Regions from separate parts of the Danio rerio genome. Here region 1 is linked to region 2. A link is a contact called in public Micro-C data. All regions are on one chromosome and are shown on one strand. Each heading gives the region's core, a stretch centred on a gene start, on an enhancer-like site or on the middle of the called end of the contact. The rest is flanking DNA. Distances are from core to core; before and after follow the strand shown.

Evidence for each region. Hi-C and Micro-C count contacts between places; a contact is called where the count stands out from the background.
Region 1: a contact with region 2 is called in a Micro-C map of caudal fin, with 5 times the contacts expected there. The contact joins two enhancer-like sites. A contact is called at or near these places in 1 of 18 Hi-C or Micro-C datasets (caudal fin) and 2 of 4 datasets of contacts at active chromatin or transcription factors (caudal fin and embryo).

The regions. Positions count from the first base shown.
Region 1 is chr10:32,819,813-32,824,135 of GRCz12tu, reverse strand. The region is part of intron 1 of auts2a (activator of transcription and developmental regulator AUTS2 a); the gene reads left to right. Among named protein-coding and RNA genes, the nearest start is that of auts2a, 35 kb to the left of the region's middle. Within about 2 kb of position 1,740, at least 13 of the 62 cell types and tissues checked have an H3K27ac peak or open chromatin away from gene starts, as enhancers often do.
Region 2 is chr10:32,127,149-32,131,205 of GRCz12tu, reverse strand. All of the region lies in intron 9 of auts2a (activator of transcription and developmental regulator AUTS2 a), which reads left to right. Among named protein-coding and RNA genes, the nearest start is that of cxadr, 120 kb to the right of the region's middle. Within about 2 kb of position 1,960, at least 8 of the 62 cell types and tissues checked have an H3K27ac peak or open chromatin away from gene starts, as enhancers often do.

The DNA.
Region 1 (4,323 bases), core at 491-2,990, 690 kb before region 2:
AGACGTATTGGAACTCGCATGGCTCTAAGATTCACACAGAAATCAGTCAAGTTTGGTGAAGGCAAGGTCATGATTTGGGGGTTACAATTTGTATGGGGGCGTGCGAGAGATCTGCAGAGTGGATGGCAACAAAAGCCTGAGGTATCAAGACATTTGTGCTGCTCATTACATTACAAACCACAGGAGAGGGCAATTTCTTCAGCAGGATAGCACTCATCATACTCCAGCTTCCACATCAAAGCTCCTGAAAACAAATAAAACAAATCTGGGGTAAGATTGAGGAGGAGGCATTGAAGATGTATCCAAAGAATCTTGATGAAGTTTGGGAAGAACGCTTGCTTTGCCATTCCAGATGACATTATTAAAAAGTTATTTGATTCATTGCTGAGATGTATGGATGCAGTCTTCCAAGGTCATGAGAGTCAATATAATTTTTTTCCACCATGGCATTATATTCTTTATTATTTATGTTAAGTGACTACTTTTGTCTAAGCAAAGTCAGACCTTACTGTCCTAGTTAAATAAATAAAAATCAAGGCAGGATTATATTTTATTTGGTAAAATAAGCGTAATCTAGAGCCTTTTGCCTTTCATATAAGCCACTTCTGACACTAAATGATCAACTAGAAGTCAAGTTATTACTTGTTTTTCCTAAATCTTGGATAGGTGACTTTTGTCAGGTAGTGTAGTATATTCACCAGAATTGTAACACCAAACATACAGTAGAAATTTACAATACAGTAAACTGTGCCATATTTCATTAATTTATACAATGCAAATACGCCAGTTTAAAGTACTACCATTTACATTTTACCTTTGTAAACATGGACAAGATCACCACTAAAAGCTCATCACAAACAATTTTTTTTCTATAAACACATTCCTTCTACATAAACTAATATGTAGAAGGTGCTCGGTGCCATTCCCACAACTACTAAACACCATCATGATAACACACATGACGCCAAAGTAATGTAATAACTATTTTTATTAACATTAAATGTTACATGAGCTCTACTATACACAACTGTTGACAAAAACATAGTTGTAAAAAAAGTAAAGACATAGTAATGTCACACAGAAAACATAAAAAGTGAAGTATATAAGGAAACAGACTTTTACCCTAGCATTGTTACTGTTTTCTTGCTAAAATAACTGCCATTTTTTGTGTTGGTATAAGAAGGAAAGCAATGTAAATACTTAGGTTTTTCCACATTGTTTTTCCCAATGTAAAGGTTTTTAAAGAATATTTATCTTTTGTTTTCTGCATAGATCTGCATTTGCCTCATTTTATTCACCAACCACATATATAATGATATTTCACAACACTACTCTTCTTTTCTAGATTAGATTTAAACGACCCAGGTTTAGTCATGCATATAAAAAACTCTACTTCAATGATAAAGTCTTGAACTTTCCCCTCAATATTTAGATTTATCCTCCAGACATTAAGTTAGGACTTTTATGTGCAGTATTCTATATAATGTCCACATGTGACTTCCACATCTGGCACTGGCTCGGTCGACAAAAAAGGACTTGTAAGTGAAGGTGTGAACAAAAGCCTTAAGTGGTACTTGTGTGATTCTGTTATTTAAGCTCTCCTCACCTTTTTCGTCAGTTCTCCCAGCAGTCTCTTCTGCTGGTGCCTGTGCCTCTCAGCAGCTCTCCATCCATCCATCTATCCGTCCCCATGGGTCTCCTTACATTCCTGTAGTGATAAGTCACTCTTGGCTCTTATTTCCCACTGCTACCCCTGTGGAAAACGCACTCCAGACAAACACACATGGACATGGTTATGTGTACCGGAGGCCATGTAATTCGACCAGCTTCCTTTTGATTTGAACTCCAACCCCCCCTTTTTCCCCAGGATCAAACACGCGTCGTTTGAGCCGTTGTTGGTTCAATGAAGGTTCAGTGTCAGTCTGTTTGGCTTGAGGTCTTCACCCTGGTAGAAATGTCCTCGAGGAGGGTATTATTAGCAGGCATTTGTACCTCTGAAAGAAGAGATCACAGGTATGCGAGACCACCTACTTCTACAATTCAATGCAACAAAAAAGACCTCCATTCTGTGTGGGCAGAGAGAAAGGTTATCCTGAATGGGCAGAGTGTTTTGTTAAAGCAGGTTCGGAGGAAAAGCTTTTGAGGCTGTAAAATCAAGCCTACTGTCAGTGATTATAGGAAAAGGAATGGCTCATGTGGATTCACTTTGGGTCAGTGCTTTGGATGAAGAGATGTGTTTCAAAAATGAAAACCCCTGTTTTTTTTTTTCAGTAATACAGCGTAAACTTGTATTTTACCTACTTGCAAATTAATATTACGTTTACATTTAGTCAAATAGCAGACACTTCTGTCCAAAGCAACTCACAGTTGAGGAGGCATTCAGTGATTCAACAAGAAGAGGCAAAACACACGAAGAAGTGTTAATTTAGTGCTAGGGAAGGAAAGAGTGAGCGAGAGAGTTTTACAGGTGGTTTGTCAAGCCCACTCACCTGGGTGAAGCACACTTCTTAAATGCAGAATCATGCAATTTTTTATTATATGAAGTGATTGTAAGAAAGTGTGTGGTGCAAAAAATGGTGCAAGTGTTTTTTAAAATGTCAGAGAGATGTGTTTTCTACAGGTGGTTTGTCAAGCCCTCTCACCTGTGCGAGGCACGCTCAGAAATAATGATGTCATGGAGACCATTACGACTGTGTAAGAGTTTTCTCTCGGTTATTTATGTGCCATTGAGTTTTTAATCATAGTTAGTCAGTTATGAACTGTTCATCAAAGCTGTAGTCGTGTTTTTGACATGCCGTATAATGGTTAAATTGATAAACTCAAAGGTGCCATTTTTAAATGTTGTTCCCACCCTACAGTATATTAAATGGCCTTAACTAATATGCACTTGCACTGAAATTAATCATTCATTACAATGTACTTATAGTGTAATACAAAAAAATTGCATTGTACTTATGCTTGATTAAATATCAGCTACTTTTAAAATGAGAGTTATAATTACACTGTCCTTTCCCTAACCTTACCCATATCCCACCTCAAGAGCACGACACATGTTCTGCAATACATGATGACATGATGTAAGTACATAGTAGATGGGGCACTTAACATAAAGCGGGACCAATCCCAATTCTATTTTTGTACCTGTCCCCTTTGGCCCTTGAAACAGAATGTAAAAGGGAAGGGCATCAAAATTTACCCCTAAGAAATGGGACACAGCTACAACACCTGTACACTTTATCATATGTCATTGCGATCTTCTGCTTAATATGAGATTGACAATCGCTACTGCTGTAGTTATTCCGGTTGCGTTATTTTTTGGTATTTATCTTCAGGAAATCAGTGAAGGAAACAATATCATGTTTTCACAACGATGTAATGTGGCAATAGGATTGTAACTGTATTGGGAATACTGTATGTAAACACACAAAAACAACATTAACATTAATAGCAGACACTGCAAACAGGTCATTCCCAGCCACTAGACTTTTCTGACAGGGTATTCGAATGTCATATGTGTAAGCATGTTGTGGCCATGGGACTATAAAGGAGTTATTATTTAAGATTAGATAGCAAAATTTAGCAGTTTATTTTTAAAAGCATGTTGGTAAACAGGCATGTGCAGAGACTTTCCAATTGGCATGTGCTGCATTGTAGATGAGGGGAGGTTTGGGACAATTGCGAGCTGAAGAGCAGGGGCACTTAGGTTCATTGTGGAAGGGCACTTTCTATCCATGACTAAAAAGGGCATGTGCATGGGGTTGAGCCCTATGCCTGTTGGTAAAACACAAATGCGGTTATGAATGCATTAAAACATAAGCTTGTTTGTTGTAGAAATTTGTATTAAGGACAAAAAATACTAATTTGTGCATCTCCTGACTTCCGTGTGCAGCCATGCTGCCATTGTAGATGGTGTAAAAAAAATTTGTGTCCCTTGGTTTCAAGTGTGATCCTGAAAAATCTCAGTTTCAAGGGCTATCTAGCTCTTCTCCTTAGCCCTACACCTTCAAGCTAAAGAGAATTGGGAAGGGCTAAGAGATAGAATTGGGATTGGGCCTATACACAAATCTATACACGTTTGCCTGTTTTACTGTATACCGCTTCATTTTTACAAATAATCCTTTCTACACTTTTCGTTTTTACATGTGATCTAACAGATCGTCTTTGCATTTCCAGAAGGAGATCCAGAAGTCTTGTGATAGGGCTTCCCTTACATCCAACACACAGATTGCCATAAAAACTTGTCAATGGTGGAGAAGCATTGTCTCACAATTGATGACATACAGGGACGGTGAAAGTGTTAACTAATAATAGCACTTAAGTTTA
Region 2 (4,057 bases), core at 711-3,210:
TGAGACTTGTGCAAAAAAACGCATGTAAACTATTTGAAGAGCAACCCGCATGCTTTTTGTTTACAATAATACATTTACGTTATTGTAACAAATACCAGGTTGCAACATCAACCAATCCAGCAGAGTGTTTTAGTAGAATAACTTAAAGCAGATGAAACTGGAAGTATTTAGATAAAAACTAAAATCCTCAACATCTAAATTCTTCATCTAAAATATGGCTGGATAAACATAAAAACTAGGGATGCAACTGATCACAGTTGATCTGTGATTCGTACAGATCACAACCCACTGTTCGGAACACACAACCAGCAAATTAATACAGTTTTTTTTACTTGTAGAATGATTTTGTATGTATCGATCACAGAAAGATCGCTTCTCGTGTCATTCAAATCACAAATGGAAGAAGTTGTGGTGGTTGTGGTTCTCAGAATGTAGTGGGTTTTTTAGGTTATTAAAGGTGTTTTCTGTCACTGCTTGTTTAATGCATTCAGTGTAACCTGCACGATTGATCATTGAAAGATCAGGATCTCAACACCCATGCAACATAAATTGTAAATTATGTTGATTTGCATATGTTTATTAATTCTTCGAATCGCTGCGTTCAAATCTGAAAATGCAAAAATCAAGGAAAAAATTTAGTCTTTAGTCTTGAGATAGTAATGAAGTTACAAACAGTCAAGTAACACAAAAGCATTTGAATAACAGTTTATAGTTTTGATATAACCACTGATGTTTATGGTAAAGATTACAATCACCGTCACATGCATTTAATGATGCTTAAAAATGAAATATGTAGGCAACAATTACATTATTTAGACAATAGGTGGCGACAACCAACCATCAAAAATATGCCACTGAATAATTCTTCAAAAATGACACATCTAACAATGAAACATAGTTTTATGAGTGAATAACTGAATCCTCTACTGAAAATGAGACAAAAAATAAATATGGGTTGTACATATTATAATGTTAGATATAAACATTTAGCATCATCAGAAACAGCAGTTGTAACAGTGAATTTTTCACAGGACTGAATATTTTACTGTTTATTTTTATTCAGCTGATTATTTATTTTATTTTTAATAATATTACAGGTTTTATGTTCTGTTTGTTATAGCCAAAGGTGTCTTGCAGTACTGTTTTTGTAATAAATAGAAAGCAAATTACATTTGTCTCCTCCCCTTTTTGGCTGATCCGAAAAATAGTCCAATCCGTGACTAATAAAACCATAACGTGATCTGAAATGTGAGATTTGTGATCTGTTACACCACTAATAAAAACATAACATTTTTACATCTGCAATATTTTATTAATGCAGAAAAGTGTTCATGTAATGATCTTGGGCCATTTTGTTGCTTGGCAACAGCCTAAAGTTGAGCTAACACCCGGTCTACACTGGAAATGAGCATCTCGTCACAGCTTGACAGTCGTAGACCTATTTTATTATGATCGACAAAGCTGTTTTCTGGCCTGGTAAATGCCACTCTCATCTAACATTAGTATCTCATCTCTTACACAGACTCTCAAGGTTGTCTGTTCGCGTTGCCTTGTTCTATGCTGAGTAACCAATTGAAATGAATGATTGATGAAGTCAAAGCTTCCTGTTCTTTTTATTTTTCCTCTGAGGATCAATGAAAAACATCTTTCTTTATCTGTTTTTGTAGAAGTTATTTTACCAATCAGCTCCGCTAGCTTTCCACAAGCTAAACTAGAAGTATATCAGCAATATCGACATACTTCTGTAGATATGTCTTTTATCGTTTCTATAGAGACAGGCTGTAATTTATGGCTTGTTAAAATGTGTGTGATGAAAGATGGGCTGTAATTCATAGCGCACTGTGTTTGTAGTCTGCAGTGATGTCTCATCCCCTGACACACAAACACATAGAGGTTAACACACCATGGGCAACATCCAGATTTACTGCCCAGGGCCAGCAAACAATAGCACCACCCACTCTCAGACAGACTGCCCAGTGATGCGTGAGTGTGTGTGTGTGTCTCCTCACGTATGAGTAAGCATTGTTGTATAACCATATGATTATTGTTTTTCCAGCAGGCTTACTGTAAGTGGTTTTATTGCCACAGGGAACGGGAGTGTGTTTTAAAACAGCTTTAACTAGAGTCACACATTAGCGATGCTGGGAGGAGAGGTGGAGATGCAGTGAAAAAAATGATGAATTGGAAGTCAGACAGTCATTTAACGCTATCCATCATCTCAGGCCGTTCCGCTTGTAGTCATAACACGAACACACTCCTACACTCTCTCTCAATCTGTCCCTCTCTCTCAAAGAGGTCATTCCGAGGTTGTTCCCAAACCCCAGAGGTTGAAGGACTAAAGTAAATTCATCCATCTTGGTGACTGGAGGAAAGAGAGGAAGAAAGAGGGGCCAGGGAGACAAGAGACATTGTGTAAACACTGCTATATCCGACATGCCATGCTAAACGCAGGGAGTCTGGAAGCCATCAAGCTAAATAAAGGTCAAGTACAAACATTTAAATGGGCCACACTCCAGAGATAAAAGTATCGCCTACTGAGGGCCACAGGGCAACTGCTAGCAATGCTTTTTGACTTCTTCATCAGAGATGAACTGGGAAAAGTTTCTTGAATCACTCGTCGCGTCACCGGTAATCTTTGCCGTTTATAACATACACATTATCATGTAAATAAATACACGATATTCAAACATTAACAATTTTCAATCACTGGAAGTTTAGAAAAGATACTAGTTGTTATTTCTGCTTAATCTTAAAAGTCTGTATTTAAAATATCTGGTAGTGGACAGAAGGTAGTTCACAGACATAAATGAACGACAAACTGAAATTCATGCTGTGGTCGAAACACAGTGTGATGAATAATCACATAAGCTTTTGGTTACTGTTTCCTCTGTGATGACCATTTATTTTGTTTTTTCTCCCCTCATTTTCTTTCTTTTCAGCTATAAATTTTATATAATTTCCCAGATCTTTACATTTTTTTTGTTGAGGTATGCATATGGAAGTTAGAGTGTGCACAGTGCATTCACACAGAAGGTGGTGAGAGCGTCAAAGTTCGCTCTGGTCACCCTGGTGACAACGCTGTCTGCTTTCACAGCTCTCGGTACGAGAGCGTCAAAATTCACTACATTGATGTCGTATTTAAAGGAGCCATTGCAGCATATCAGCAAATCAGTTACATTTCCACATTAAACATGCTTTCTAGCTTGAAAATGTTGCGCACTTCTTACCAAATTTATTTAACAATGGAAGGTCAAGTTGCATGTGCTGTGGCTTTGCTCCACTTATCCAATATGTGTCCATATGCCTGAAATATTCTGAAGCACCAATACTGCTTTGTACTGTCACATGAGATTCCCGCTTTTTTAAAGAAAAAAATATAACATTAATGCACATCAGTAACTCGCCAGTAACACTTTTTTAATGTATGTCCCTGTAAGAAAACATTGTAAATAATTGGATTGGATTGGTTCCATTGGGAACAACTGTGGTCGGAATCAAAGTTCACAGTGACTGTGATCTCTGGACTTCTCTCAAGCGGTGGACTTTTACCCTCCGATTGCTTGCCGCCAAACCACGTCATAGCTAATTACCATAAAATTCATTCAATTTTAACTCTCCTCGACGCCCACAACGAAGAAGACGTGCTGCGCTGCTTATCGATACTAGCTCCCCGGCTCCTTTGACACTCTTGCCGCTTTTGGTGTGAACGCACAGTAAGAGATATGGCAGAATGATTTAACCTGGAATCAAAATCCTAATTAATTCAACATTTTAACTTGATTACAATTAATAAACAATTATTTTATTTATTTATTTAATGTTTTTATGTAGTTTATGTGCGCGGGTATGAGAAGGCTGCATCGGACCGTATGCATGTGCTTGGCATAAGTATAATATCAGAATAAAATAATTAATATAAATCATAACAGAAGTATAAATTAGCCTTAACAGAGCAGGGTGGCGTGACTCCACACATGAAGACCTGGAAAAATTTGATTGCTTATAGTTCTGTGCATATTTGTCAATTTCAGTTACTTTTTAATTAATCGCCCAGCTC